Regions from separate parts of the Anas platyrhynchos genome. Here region 2 is linked to region 1. A link is a contact called in public Hi-C data. All regions are on one chromosome and are shown on one strand. The core of a region is the stretch at or near the end of the contact, and the rest is flanking DNA. Distances in the headings are between cores, read along the strand shown.

Region 1 (7,082 bases), core at 1,675-4,174:
AAAAAAAAAATAGTCCCTAGATAAAAGGGGAAAAAATCTACCCAGGAAGATGTTTGATAAAGTGAATGGTTAGTTTTTATTTTTTTCTTCTGGAACACCCTTCCTTCCAATAAAGTAGAATACAAGTATTTCAGGCCAGCCTGACAAACCTATCTGGGAGTTTCAGAATATTTGTTACTGTCCTGAAAGTGATCAAACAAGACAGGAACTATAAATCAAATTCAGCATTTTTACTGCAGTATATCACCAAACTGCTTCTTCATCTACAAAATGCTGATCCCCCAATACAGGCTTCAAACGCCCCACATTTAGCCCCTTACTGTAAGATACCTGGAAAAGCAAAAGTTCTTAATCTAATTTCCTAAGTGCATGCTGAGGGCCCTTAGGCACCAGCATAATGACTGTACTTTCCTTTTTCCGCCCCTCCCTGGGAACGCTGGCTGCCAGGCTGGAGATGACACTACGCTGGCAGCATCACAGCTATTGCTGAATTCCACATTGGCTTTAAAGAATAAAGCAGAGCTTCATCTTCCCGAGACGTATGCGATTACAACAAGAAGTTTCACAAAGCCATACATTTATGGAGAGCAAACTCTATCAGCTCTTTTGGTTTGGGAGGCAGGGGAGGGTCAAGAGAGGAAAGGAGCGAAGCAGAAGGGGAGAAAGCATCAGATATTCACAGCAAATGTTGTATTCACAACAAATCTAAATTCCCCATATATCCAAACATTGCAAACCCATGGGAGAAAACATGCAGAAGAGTGCTGCCCAGCTTTCTGATAACTGGCTACCTGGGATACTGTTACTCATAAAAGCATGCTTTGCCCACAATTTCTGTTCTGAAACAGATTTAGAGGGCAAGACTTTCAGTGTAAACCATAAGCATGAAGACAGATGTGATTTTCCTTTAAGAATTTCAGGCAATTCGAGCTACTATAAAACTCTGCTTAACTGAACGGATTCCTCTGATAGTTTATGGCCTCAAATTTCCAAACATTCGAGCTGCTGATGCCACACAAACTTTCCCTGTACAATAAGCAAAAAGCTGTAAAACTGCACTCACAAAACGAGAAGACTTAATCATACGAAGTTAAAAATCTAACATTAAAGTCCCGGTTCAGCAAAGAATGTAAACTTGGACATTTTGCTGATTTAAGCTGGAATTGCTCCCTGCATAAAGTACGTACGCTTAACTGTTTGCTGGATCAGGACCCAAACTTTCTGAAGTCTGCCACCTATGTGCAATATTTGCCAAGTGCTTTTACAAGGTCTCAAGAATGGTTTTATAAAAAAAATGATCTTTGAGGAAAATAAACTGTCTGAACAGCATGGGAATTAGCCTTTCATTATTATTGAAACTTGGCAGAAGTTTAGTCATACCAATAGCAGAAACTGAAGCTTGATTTCAAAGAAATCATCTTGGTTATAAATCCTGTAAATCCAGCTAAAGGGAGGACAAAACTTCACAAAGAAAACCCAAAACAAGCACTGTGAAGAACACCTCTTCTGTTTTCAAGCGTAACGTGCTCAGCCACTGCAACAAAGATGCTAAAGAAAAAAATAAGTCCCATGTTACCTTCCTGCCCAAGCTTATTTGCATTTAATAACATTTCTGCTAATAGCCAGTTTCATGATTCATGAACATCTGCCGTTCAGGAGCAGCAAGAAACTGCCTTGAAATACTACAGCTGTGACTGTATAATCCACAAAAATCAAACAGGAAAAAAAATATTTAGCTTTTAGGACTATTTTTAAGTCGGCCACACTGCACTCTGATTTGGGGCATTTGCTGCAGATCATTAAGAGTTATTTTTTCCCACCATCGTACGATGCAGCTTCAAAAACTTGAACACGAGTGACAGCACAATTGCTCTGGGGTAATGTTAGGGTAATGTTTGCCCCTTGTTGCTCAGGTTCTTGTTAAATACGTTAACAAGGAGTTCGCATTCCCTGCTGAATAACTACTTTTCTAATTTTTAAGGGAGGGAAAACTTTGGTGGGAAGGGGGGGAAGGCTGCACTGAACTTCTGGTTCATTTTTGCAACCTGCTAGCAAACAGCCTGCCCGGATTTTAGTTTCAGGATGAAGGATAAAGGCTGCGGTGCCGGTTTTCATGCCAGGGCGTCATTTTTTCTTTCACCCAGGCTTTTGAGATACCGCCTCGTTCCCCAAACCCCGGCGGGGCAAACACCAACCCCCAAAAAAGCGCTGGGGAGGCCCGAGGCAAGCCCGGGACATGATGCCAGGGGCACCGGGCTCCTCTTCGCAACCCCCCTGAAGGGAGAAGGGAGGAGCCACCGCGGCAGAGAGGGGACGGAGGGAGGGGGGGGGACGACACGGGGACAGGGCAGAGGGGACGGAGGGACGGGACAGGGGGACGCGGGGACGAGGCAGGGCCACGCGGAGGGTTTCGCCGAGGTACCTTTGAGCTGGGGCAGCGGCGAGAGCTCCACCTGGCTGCCGTGGCCGCGGAACTGCGAGGAGCCCTGCGAGCGCCGCTGCCGCTGCGCCTTGCGCACGGATTTCCGCGTGAAGCCGTCCACTTTCTCCGCGGCGGAGATGGCCGCCGACATGGCTGGGCGGCGAGGCGGCGCGGGGGGGACGCGCTCGCCGCGGGCATATATCAAAGCGGGCGGGAAGGAGGAAAAAAATAAAAAATTAAAAAAAAAAAAAAATAAACGCTGATGATGATAATTAAAAATTATGAGCGACCCAGCCTCCTCGCCGTTCCCTCTCCCCAGCCGTGGAGCGGCCCCGCGGAGGGGGGGGCGCTCGGCAAACTTCGCAGCGGGCCGGGCCCGCTGTCATCCGCCGGGCTGGCCGGGGGGGCGGCTCCCCAGCGCCCGGCTTCCGCACGCCCCTTCCCCGCCTTCAGGCGCCGCCGCCCGCAGCGCCCCCCCGCCCCGCCGCCATCCCGCCCGCCCTCTGCCCCGCCCGCCGCCAACGGCGAGGGGAGGGGTGGGGGGGGCGGGGGGGCGGGGCCGTGGCGGGGTGAGTGACAGCGCGGGGCGACCAATGAGAGGAGAGGGTGGGAGAGGAGGGAGAGATTGGCGGGTAGATGCTCCAATCGGGAGGAAGGAAGAGGGAGTGGGTGGGGCTTCCCGCTATGAGGTCGGGGGGCGGTGGCGGAGCGCGGCCGTTGGGCGCGAGGCGCGGCGGCCGTTGGGCTGTGGTGCTGCCGCGGAGGCTGCTCAGGCGGGAGGAGGGTGAGGGCTGCCCCCTCAGCCGCCCCTCCATGTGGCACCGGGCATTGCGTGCCTCGCGGCGGAGCTCCGGCAGCGCCTGGCTGCCTTTTGGGATGGGTTTCTAACTCCTCTGTTGAGTTAGGATGAGCACAGTGAGAATCGTGTAGGTTTGGGGTAGCAAGTGTTGGTGTCTGAGCCAGGGAGCGCCGCTAAGGCAGGCAGAAGGATGGGGAAGAGAAATTTGAGGTTATAATCTTCCTGCCCAAAGGATATAATGCTACAGTCGTGTAAAGTTTTCATCAGGTGTCTCAGTTAGAGATGAGTTTCAGAGAGTAAATGTGCCACATGGTTTATGTGGTTCAAGCTGAAGTTAGGCTGCAAGAAGCGTGCGTTGCGATCGCTGCAGCACATGGAAAACACAGTGTTTGTGCATGCGGCACTGGGCTGCACACAAGTGACTTTTCCCAGGCCCATTTCCATATAAAAACAGCCCAGCTCTTGAACTGCCAGCGTGTGGGATGGCTTACGGTCATACAGGTACAGGGAGGCTTTCTGCACACCAGCATGTGCCTTCCTAGTGCCTAGCTTTAGGTGCCGATTCAGCAAGTAAGCATGTTTAGCATTTTAAAGGCTAGCATCTCTAGCATTTTAAAGGCTAAAATCTAAAATTTTGGTAGGACGTAAATACTGTAAGGTAATTGCACTTTATGTGCTCTCATGAGCCAAACTTACTATGTAGAATCCATAAATCAAAAGCCATATTTGGATAGCAGCTTTAAATGAGCGTAAAAGTGGTTGTTTTGTAAACAGAGATAACTGTAATATACTGTTATCTTTCTTGGATGTCTACAGACATTTTAATATATATATGTTATTTCATAAAATCAATTTTGAAGACCAAGTGGCATACGTTGGACACTTGCCCTTTAAACTTCTGACTTGTATCCATTGCAGTAAAAGCAATGCTTGCATTCCTTACCTGGTTAATTTACGTTTCACTACACGGCCTGTTGGTCCTACTCAGAGCACTAAGGCCCAGACCTCGTGTCAGTGTGTTCCCCTGTTCCTGCCTGCCCTCCAACAGCTGTCATTTTCTTCTGCACCCATTTTTAGAAAGTGACACGGTCCGGTGTGTCCTGTATACTGTTTATTGGCAACTCAACCCTTGCTGCCTGTCCCCCATGTGAAAGCGCCTACCTTCAAGTTTCATCAATTGAGCATTTTGAAAACGGTTAATGAAAAGCATTAAGTAGGTTCTGAATAACACGAAAACATCTCCTGAGACGTAAAATATTTTCTCTGAGGTACTAGGCTTTGGGATGGTTGCCATGCTGCTTAAAACAATGTTGTAAAAACCTATTGGCAGTTGAGATTCGTGACGCAAAGCCCTAAGTAAATAATAGGTATAGCCTTGCAATGATGGAATTTTCATATCAGTTGCACTGGAAAATATTTTCAGACCGTATCTTCATGGACTGCTCATAAAAGAAGTACTGGTGAAGTCTGTCAGCGGAGCAAAAAATAGGCTGCTTTATTGTCGTGAATAAATTAAAAGTATTTTTAGCTATTGAGTTTTCTGTTGTCTTGTTAATATAACTTTTCTGGTTTGGAAATGAATGAGCAGCAGCTCTGTCAACCAGCCACAGTTTCGCAAATCGAAAAGCTAATGGTTGAACTGGCGTTTGCTTGAGGACGGTGGAATTATGTGGATGTGAGAGGCCATTTGACCGTAAAGGTGTGCGGACCAGGGTGTCTGGGGGAAGACTGAAAGCGAGAGCTGCGGCTGGCAGTCTGAAATAGCTGCGCTGGGGAAGGCTGAAGTTTGCCTTCCCCACTTCTGCACACGCTGCTGCTTCCTACACAGCTGCCTGAGCTGCTTCTGAGTCAGCTTCTGAACCCCATGGTTTCTACGGAGTATTTAAAGGCACACAGCGATGATGCCAGGTTATAAGCTGCCGGCTCCACATCTAATTCATAAAAGTCTGCGGTGTCCACAGAGAATGTTGTGAATAGTAATTTTCTGCCAGGCTGTTCCCACTCTTCAATCAGAGCCTTCAGTGTGCACCGAAGCACTGATTCTGCAAAGCCTTATGTGCGTATCTAAGTTTACTCGGAAGAAAACTCATTATCATTCATGATCGTTATTCACAACAGAGAAGCATCATTCTAGAACAGATTTAACTGAAAGTCACATTTGCAGTTCTTTTCATTCAGTCACAGAGATTTATTCCCTGTACCTTCCTAGCATTTTTTTATAATCCAGGAGTGGAAAGGTGAATGAGACCGTGATGTATCATTAAGTTTCAGATCCCTGTTGAACTTGGAAGTGTGGGGTTTCGAGTACTGGGTTGCTGCTGAGATTTTGCTATGGGGATTTGACTGGTTGCCAGCAGGCAAGGACTTAGCCAGTTTTGCTTTCCCGGTCTTCTGTACAGGTGCTGAGAGGCCAAGCTACAAGAAATGCAGTTCTCAGAGACAGTGGGAGGAATATTTTAGTAAAGAGGATGTCATAAGTATATGAACCCTCGACCAGGATGGTTTGTGGAGAAAAGTCATGAAAACTTATTATGGTTTCCTGCTCAAAATGAACATGTTTAAGGAAAACCCTTGTTGTCTGCAGCAGTGCTTGTATTTACTATTGTGCCATTCCATCAGTTTTTCAAGGTATTTCAGCTAACTTAAAATACTGTCTGTGCTAAGGCTGTGCTGAATTCAGTTTAAGCATGTGAACTGTCCCAGTGAAACCGAGTTTACTGTTCACAAACGTCAGGTTAACTGTGTTCTGTGGTCTGCACTGGCTAGTCACTATCTAGCAGAAGTCTTCCTAAGTCTTCTGCTTGATAAATCCTTAAATAATACAGAATCAATTATCTCAGGGACCATCTGTCACCTTCCTCCCAGAGCAGGATTTGAAATTCTGGGATTGGAAACCAGAGATTAGTTGGCAAGACCTTCTTTTTAAGGGCGCTGAGTAAGATTTCCTTCCACATACCTATGAATACGTCACTACAGTCTTTCCAGGCAAAACTATGTGCATGGGTATTTGCAGGCAATGGATTGTTAAAACTAGCTCTGATTCATGTTGTTATTTTAAAAACCTTTTAATTAAATCTTCTGTCAGGCAATCCAGCGTGACTGGGTTGCAAATAAAAAAATATTTTAAGGAGTTTGTACACACAAGCACATACATGCATGCATACACTGATTGCCATAACTGATAGTGCAGTGAAAATGTACCCCAATTTAACTCCTTAATTCTGTCTTTGTCTTGAACTGTCATTTTGGGTGGAAACAGTGCTGTCTGAGATAGCAATAGGAATCTGGCTTAGTATGATGCAAAGCAGCCCTTAGGAACATAGGTTTACAACTAAGCTTTCGAAGTCTGCTAGTGTCTTTGCTGTAATGACATTTTCTTAGCAAAAATTGACAGAACATGAGCGTACATGTATTTATTAATCTGTTGTCTGTGCTAAAGATCACCCTGCATTTTATATGTAAAATGGGGAAAGATCTTAAGCAAAAAGAGTGGATTTGTAGTATTTTTAAACATAAAAAGTGGCACCCCTATTCACTGAAATGCCAAAAATAAAATAAAATAAATAAAATTAAAAAACACCAAATGACCACCACCAAAAAAAACACCCAACTGTAGCCTTACTACTACCACTTTCTAAATGCTTTTGTCTGTGAAATACCAGGCCTTTGTAAATGCCAGCTAGCACTCTCCTCAGCTTTGCAGTCTTCTACAAAGCTTGTTCAACACAACATTTAGAAAATAAAAAGGAAGTATTTCTGTTATGAAATGTTTGCATTTAATAGCGAACACCTGGAAGCTAGAGTTCTTTCAGAAATAATTCCTAATGCTCAGTGAAGGGAATTAAACAAACAAACAGCAAG
Region 2 (7,082 bases), core at 1,356-3,855, 51 kb after region 1:
ATTTATAAGGAGGATTTGCATACATGACTAAGTGAATGAACTGATCCTTTACTGTGTGGGAAAAGGAGTAGATGTTACATACAGATTTCAAAGAAAGATGCAAAACATCTGGGAAGGCTTCTGACTTAACACAGAAAGTTTTTGGTCTTGTTTTTATTAATTTTTCCCTTGTGGATCACCTCCTATAGCACCCTGTAGAATTGTAATTGAATATCCAGCTTCTGAATCTTGTAACTTGTTGTGATATTGTGAGAAAAATCAGGTTCTTCATAACAGGCCATATTTTCTCCCCAATATAGCAGAGGCAATCACTGACTAAATATCCACTAAATGCCTTGTTCAGATTATTCCTTCTCTGCAAAATATGCAACATCATGGAAACTAAATGCCTATTTAGGGAATAATCAACAGAGGTGCAGAGAACACCTTCATTTACTGATAGCAGTCTTGCAATGCACACATAACAGACTGAGTAGTCACTAGTAGTCACTGACTCCTGAAAGGAAAGCAGAGGAAGAGAATAACTCTTGCTAGCAGAGGAAGAGAATAACTCTTGCTGGACCAAACTGGTTTTACACTGCAGTGGTGTAAATTAAACCAATTACACCCAATTTACATTACTGTGTACTAAAGTAGGATAGGATGCATTCATTAGAATATGAACAAGGAGGAGGCCAACCTACACCACCCATACTTGGGTGCTAGAAAAAAAAATGCATTAGCAAGAGTTTTGTATTTCCTTATTTCCCTGGAATGCTGATGTATTTAGAGTCCAGAAACCCTCATTTTTAGCCCTGCTTCCTAAGGAAGGGTGGCTTCTGCAGCAAGGGGACCCATCTGTCTACTTCAACCTTTGGCTGAAATTGTTCAGCAGGTCCACACCCAAAAGAGGGCAGTGATCTTGGAACAGCTTCATGCTGATGAGATGGAGCATGCAGCCAGTGTTCCCATGGAGCAAGGCAGGCAGAACTGCAGCCCTGTCCATTGCATTTGGCAGAAGACAGTTGGCCAGCCTGTGCATTTTAAGTCAAGATTAGCCACAGCCCATGCTGCTTTTTGCCTGATTTGACAGGATATCGTTGGGGAAGTCAGAGCTATTGTGGTAAGGTTAAGAAACAGAGAAACCTAGGAAGTGAGACTTTATTACTCTACTCATTGAACAGCTGTTGCATCCATTATCAGCGTAAAATGGTGTGTATAGTTTTATGCTTAATGATACAAAAGCACATACATTCCAACACTGGGTAAGACAGACCAAAGGGTAGCTTAATATAGTTATATTGAAGGATAATGGAGCCGTGGAAGTGTATATCTATGAACTATATTGTTTATTACCAGGGAGGTAGGTCAGCTAGATACCATTCTGCAGACAGAAACTTCTCTGCTCTCTGGCTTTTATGATCTTAGGGTTGTTTGAGTCAGTTCATTAACTGACAGATTAATAATTAAAAAAAAACAACCCAACACAATAAAGTGAATGTTCATTGTCTGAAAGTGATGTTATACACGGAAGCAGACTGAAACAGCACTCTCGTCAGCAATACCTTCTAGCCACAGTATTTCCTGGGAACTGCTGACCCAAGCACAGCTTGGCATTGCTTCCAAAGTTCCTCAAAGAAATAATCTAGGCGGACAATGTCTTGTTCTATCTTTTATTCCTTGATAAGGTCTTGGTCTGCCTTTTATTCCTCTCTAGATATGGAAAGATAGCACTCTTCATTAAATTCTTTCCAACATTACCTGTTAACTGTTCACGAAATATCTAAGCATATATTTTTCACAGTACTCTAAGTCCTCATCCCATTAAAAGATACACACGTTTCAATGTCAGTAAAAAGTCTTCCAACATTTAAGACAAATTAAGAAGCCTCTGCATATGACAGATCTGAGAAAGAGACCAAGTTTTGCTGAAGGTTTGTCTTTCTAACATGCCTATGGGAATAAAAGAAAAGTGATTACCCGATTACTTATTTGTTAAGTATGTAATATGATCTGTCACCCACATGTGACAGCAATAGAAGCCTCCTGTATGCAAATAGCTTTTAAATATATTTGCATAAACATTGAGATGTTATGACATCCTTGAATGCTCCTGACCCAGTTCCAGCCACTTTTCCACGAAAAAGCCAAAACACATGAATGCAGGATGCACAGCCCAGGTTTCCACAGGTATTTTTGCTGAACTTGCAAAGAACTGAGGAAGGTTAAAATTACACTCCTTGACATGGAACTGGCCATGCTATTGCACTCCTGCTACTTCTGAGTAAGCAACCTAGCTGCTTACAAGAAGTGTTCTCACAATCAAAGGGACTACATGCTCAAACCACAAAAGGGTGACCCTCTTCTCTCACCTTTCTATTTTACTTTCAAATTCATTGTGAACAGGGCAAACAATTCAATAGTCCCTAAAATTACCCAGAACCTGAAATGAGCAGTCACCTGCAGCTTCTGTCTACTCTACTTGAGATAGGAAGTCTACTCTATTCCTGTACAGCTGTAAACTATGGAGAACAGAACTTGAAGCACGCCTTATTCTGAGGTCCCTGCTATTAACTTTGTGACATTTGCATTTCCTACACGTCAGCACAAGATGCCAAGTGACTAAGCCTCTCAGCTGTCAGACAGTGCTTTGGAATTTTGCTGAAGGCTCTGGCTGAGCCCTCGCTGTAATACAAAGGCTTTAACTACTGCAAATTAAGTATGAGAAAAAGCTAAATCTGCAGCAAGAGCTAGAAAAGGGGGGTGGGGAAGCGTGCCCTTTAAAACAATTGTTTTTGTGTGTGTGTGTTGTTTTTTTTTCCCCTAATGTGCTCCATTGCTAAATATGAACCAAGAACTGTCTACTCGTCACAGTTGCCTAAATCAACAGGATCGAAAGAGGACTGTAATGCCCATTAAAACCAGATTACAATCGGCAACTTGCAATAAGCAGCAGTGATGAGAGATGTATTGATGGCAGGAGGTTAGCTCTGCTTCACATTAGCTGCATCTAGCCTGGACAGCAACATGCTCTGGGCACAACATGCCAGGAGCTAACCCCACGCTGCTTTAAGTAGGAGTGGGAGGCAGGGAGTGTCCTACATGAACATGAAAAGCAAATGAAACGAAAGAGCAGAGCACTTCTGGGCAGCCAGCCTGGGCAGGCCCGCTCCCTTGGGTTTCTCCCAAGCGTCTCACCTTCCAGATGTACGCGTTGCAGTCACTCGAGCCGCTCACCAGGAACTGGTCATCTGGGCTAGTACTAGATTTGATGTAAAAGCTGGAGTTCTGGTGTCCGCTGAAAACCGCCACTGTGAGAAAAAACAGTGAAAGTAAAAACACCACTCAGCGCACAGCTGTGGGGTTGGTTGCATAAGCAGGGCTGATCTTACAGGCTTTTCCTGCCCAGCCACGTATCCTCTAGAGAAAGTGGTTGTACTGCTCCCTTGCTCTAGGGCTCCGAGCTCCAGCCGGCAGGTAGCAGGAAGCATCATTCAACAGCAGCCCTCACAGCTCCTGATACGAAGCAGGTTTACCTGAACGGCTCTCTCCACAGCATTAGAAAGCAGTGGCAGGTTTATTAAAGCTTTGGCCTGGTTACAATACGAGCAGAGCCAAGACATCACGTGGGCTACCCCAATGCTCTGGTTATGGCTCCTCTCCCCCTCTTCCCAGTGCCACAGCCACCAGTCTCACTACATTAACAAGGACAGTCACACAAAATGCTTCCGCTGAAGCAACCAGAGCATTTGCTACTCCTTTCTCTGGCTGCCAGCATCTCCGTTTCGTCAGCAAAACGTCCGCCGTGTCAGCTACGCTCGTCAGACATCTATATTTAACGTCCCCGTAATGCTTCACCTCGAGGCCCCAAATAGCTGCTGCTCTTCCTATTGCGAGCACCGGAAGAGCCAAGGGCCAGCACAGGAGCTGAACGTGGATGCGGAGCACCCCAGCCTCGTTATCAGGGTGGAAAGGGCAAGTTTCCTGATTTAGCACCGCATGGGGCCGGCACACCCTCGCCCGGCCCTGGCGCTCAGAAGTGGTGACACTGTGAACGTTGCAGGATCCACAAGAGCGCAGCAAGAAAATGGCAGTCAGCAGTCAGTTAGAGGGTTTTCAGACTCTTTCCCATCATGTTTTTGGCAAAGAAGGTGACCCACAGACCAGAGGACATGTGGTTGCCTCTGGCTTTCTTTGAAACGTGGTGAGACCCCACAAGATGCTTTGATTTTAACCTGCGGCTCCTTCTGCGCAGTGGTTACAGGCAAATCCTATTACAGAAGGATTTCCTCACGGCTCCCTTCCAGCTAACGCTGTCCTGATATTAGATCGGAGCTGCTGCTGTCTGGATAAAGACCAGCGAGGCTGGAGGCCCTGCGTCCCCGCTGGCACCTCACGCCAACCACAGGCCCGTGCTGCCCTCTGCGGGAGGCACGGCACACCATTCCCTGGCCAATTCCCCAACAGCCACACACATTTTTCAGCTGGCTGGTTGAATCAAGATTTCTCTCGAGGTTTTATCTGCTACACACAAGTCAACGGAAGGCAACAGCTATATGCAGAGGCAGGTGATGGGGTGTCCTGGGCTTTGTCCCGTTCTTGCAGGGGGACAGGCTGGTGGGAGAATTTCCACAGCTCAGTGGTGACACCCAGGGTTAAAATCAACTACTGACCTATTAATATTTAATCCTTGCACTACTTCTCAGCTTTGGAAGCATTCCCACCCAACAGACTGCCTTGCTGAAGAGCATACAGAAGGACACATTGTTCATTTAGTTTCAATTAACTGGAAGACTAAGAAAAGGCAATGGAAACTAAATCATATGTCTGTCTGGAATGCATCTAATAAGATTTGCCACTTTCTAAGAAGCAGCCATTGGCCTATGACAAAGAAGCTTAGTGCACCAAAGTCTGTGACCCATCTTGTTAACAAAAAGGTCACAGATGCAGAGCTGAAGGAATCTAGAAAGTTGAGAAAACAAATGACAGACAAAAAGAAGCATCAATATGCTGGGGATATTTCCTCCCAGAAACTGCTGCAGAAGCTAAATTTAACAGACACCTTAAAATATCTAAGTACAACATAATAGGTGATCACTTTACATGGATTCAGACCTTAAAAGTTGAAAGATTGGCAGTAAGCAGAAGATTCAAGATTGCTTCAGGTGGGCAGCAGGTGGACACTAACCATTCCTCGCAAGATAACCAGAGTCAATATGCAAACTACTCTTAGTGTCAGTCTAGTTGAAGCAGCATCTGCACTTACATGGTTTTGTGCTATTATATTTATTTACAACGGTTTAAAACTAAATATGAAGTCCTTGTAATATTAGTATATGAAAGTATAATATTCAACAGGTACCTTCTTTCCCAGGTACTTTCAGACATGAGAGAAGCTCTGTAACATCTAGCTAACACTGCCAGATGTCAGTCCATAACATGCTCCTTGTCTCTGGACTGCCCCACAAAACTGCTACACCAGGGTTCCAGCAAGTGCTGTGAGCACCAAGGGCTGGGGGTGAGCTTTTTGCATCTATAGCACCACATCACCTGTAGCTTGAAGAGTTGTTTTTATTGTTGAATAAGAACAATTTTGAAGCAGAAGTCTGCATCCATGTAACACTATAGCAAGCCAGCCAGCTGTTTGATTTTAGTAGATGCCTGTTGTCATGGATGACCTCAGAAAGCTTACTGTACACAGCATTACTTTTTACAGGTTATTACCACAGATATCACTCTTACCTGGAGTGGTCTTTAAACTTGTCATATTGAACATGTAGATACTGTCGTCAGTGCAGTTAGCAAAGAGATTAGCACCAGTGGAATCCAAAACTAGACTAGAATATCCTAAAGACAAGAAGAATTTAGAGAATTTATTTGTAAGAAGTAACTCCAAAAAATGGTTTGGACAGCAGGCATTCTCAAAGAAATTACAAGAGGGAAATTTGGAAAGGATGTTATTATGCAAGATAGATTATCACTGGAAAATTTACTTGTTTGACAGGGCACTTGCTGTAGAAATAAAGTACCTAGAACAATATCTACATTTTCTCATGAGTATTCAGGGCATTATTGAGAGAGAATTCCCATCTTCAGAGCAGGCAAGCAATTTATCTGATAGCTTCAAATGGATAGCAGGAACACCCAATTGTAGAAACAAAATTTGAAAGTGAATAGAAGTCCTCATGCTTTGGTAGCTTAAGCCATCCTTTGATATGCTAGTGATTTAGCTTCAAGGAAGAGCTCTTCCTGCACACAAGTTATTTTATAACCAGCTCCTCAAAGACTTCCCTCATCCTTGGGACTTACACTGACCATTACGTGTACTAACACATCAGGACAGTTGACAAGTCATCAGGAATTACTGTGTTGCATCAGAGCATCATAAGGTGCTAAGTATAGAGCAACATGAACAAAAACACTTATTTTTGATAAGAAACAGCCTCAATTATTGCTTGACTAAGGTTATGATGTTAAAAAACAGCCCCTTCTGTTGTCTTTGAAAGATACAATGCAAATAGAGTTCAATATAGTTTCAACTCATGCATCAAAAGTGCTTGCTAAATTCCACCTACAGAGCTCTATTATTCCCTCATCTCCAGTTCTGAGAACACACTGCTGAAGCTCATGCAAATTTGTATCATTGGTGCAATGATACAAAAGTGGAGCACTTTCAGTTATCAACTTGAAAATTTGGTATTGGTGATCAAAATATCCTGCTGAACTCAGTCTTAACAATATTTGTCTAAAAATAAAAGAGACAGCATTGTCAGTACTTCTTAAAATCACCTTGCAAATTTAGTAAATACCTTATCCAATAACTTACCCAGTTTGCGAGTACTGGTGCCAGGGTAGCAGAAAGACTTGAAAGGCACTGGATCCTGACGGTAAGCAGCATAGTTCTTGCGCAAGTCCCAAACTTTGATCACGCTGAAATATAAAAGCACAAATGTCTCTAACTTGTCAACAGTCAAAAACTTCTTTTGCAATGCAGTTAGAGTCTTCTATAAGCACAGCAAGACAGGTTGCTTATTGAGGAGTGCCCAGCAATAAGTAGAATAGCAGAGCAAAAACAGAGCAGAGATGTGCTGAAAGCGAAGCAA

What was found. Hi-C and Micro-C count contacts between places; a contact is called where the count stands out from the background.
Region 2: a Hi-C map of subcutaneous adipose tissue shows a contact between it and region 1, with 1.7 times the contacts expected there. The contact joins the enhancer-like site here to the promoter of PPP2R5A in region 1. A contact is called at or near these places in 3 of 8 Hi-C or Micro-C datasets (liver, skeletal muscle and subcutaneous adipose tissue).

The regions. Positions count from the first base shown.
Region 1 is chr3:25,387,465-25,394,546 of IASCAAS_PekinDuck_T2T, forward strand. PPP2R5A (protein phosphatase 2 regulatory subunit B'alpha) reads right to left here and starts at 2,925. Exons shown (of 13, transcript XM_013095757.5): 1 at 2,423-2,925. The coding sequence starts at 2,573.
Region 2 is chr3:25,439,141-25,446,222 of IASCAAS_PekinDuck_T2T, forward strand. It overlaps DTL (denticleless E3 ubiquitin protein ligase homolog), which reads right to left. Exons shown (of 15, transcript XM_038177731.2): 9 at 6,806-6,909; 10 at 5,722-5,826; 11 at 3,178-3,290. Among named protein-coding and RNA genes, the nearest start is that of DTL, 9.1 kb to the right of the region's middle. Within about 2 kb of position 2,606, at least 1 of the 8 cell types and tissues checked has an H3K27ac peak or open chromatin away from gene starts, as enhancers often do. A contact at or near this core is called in subcutaneous adipose tissue, where this site is marked.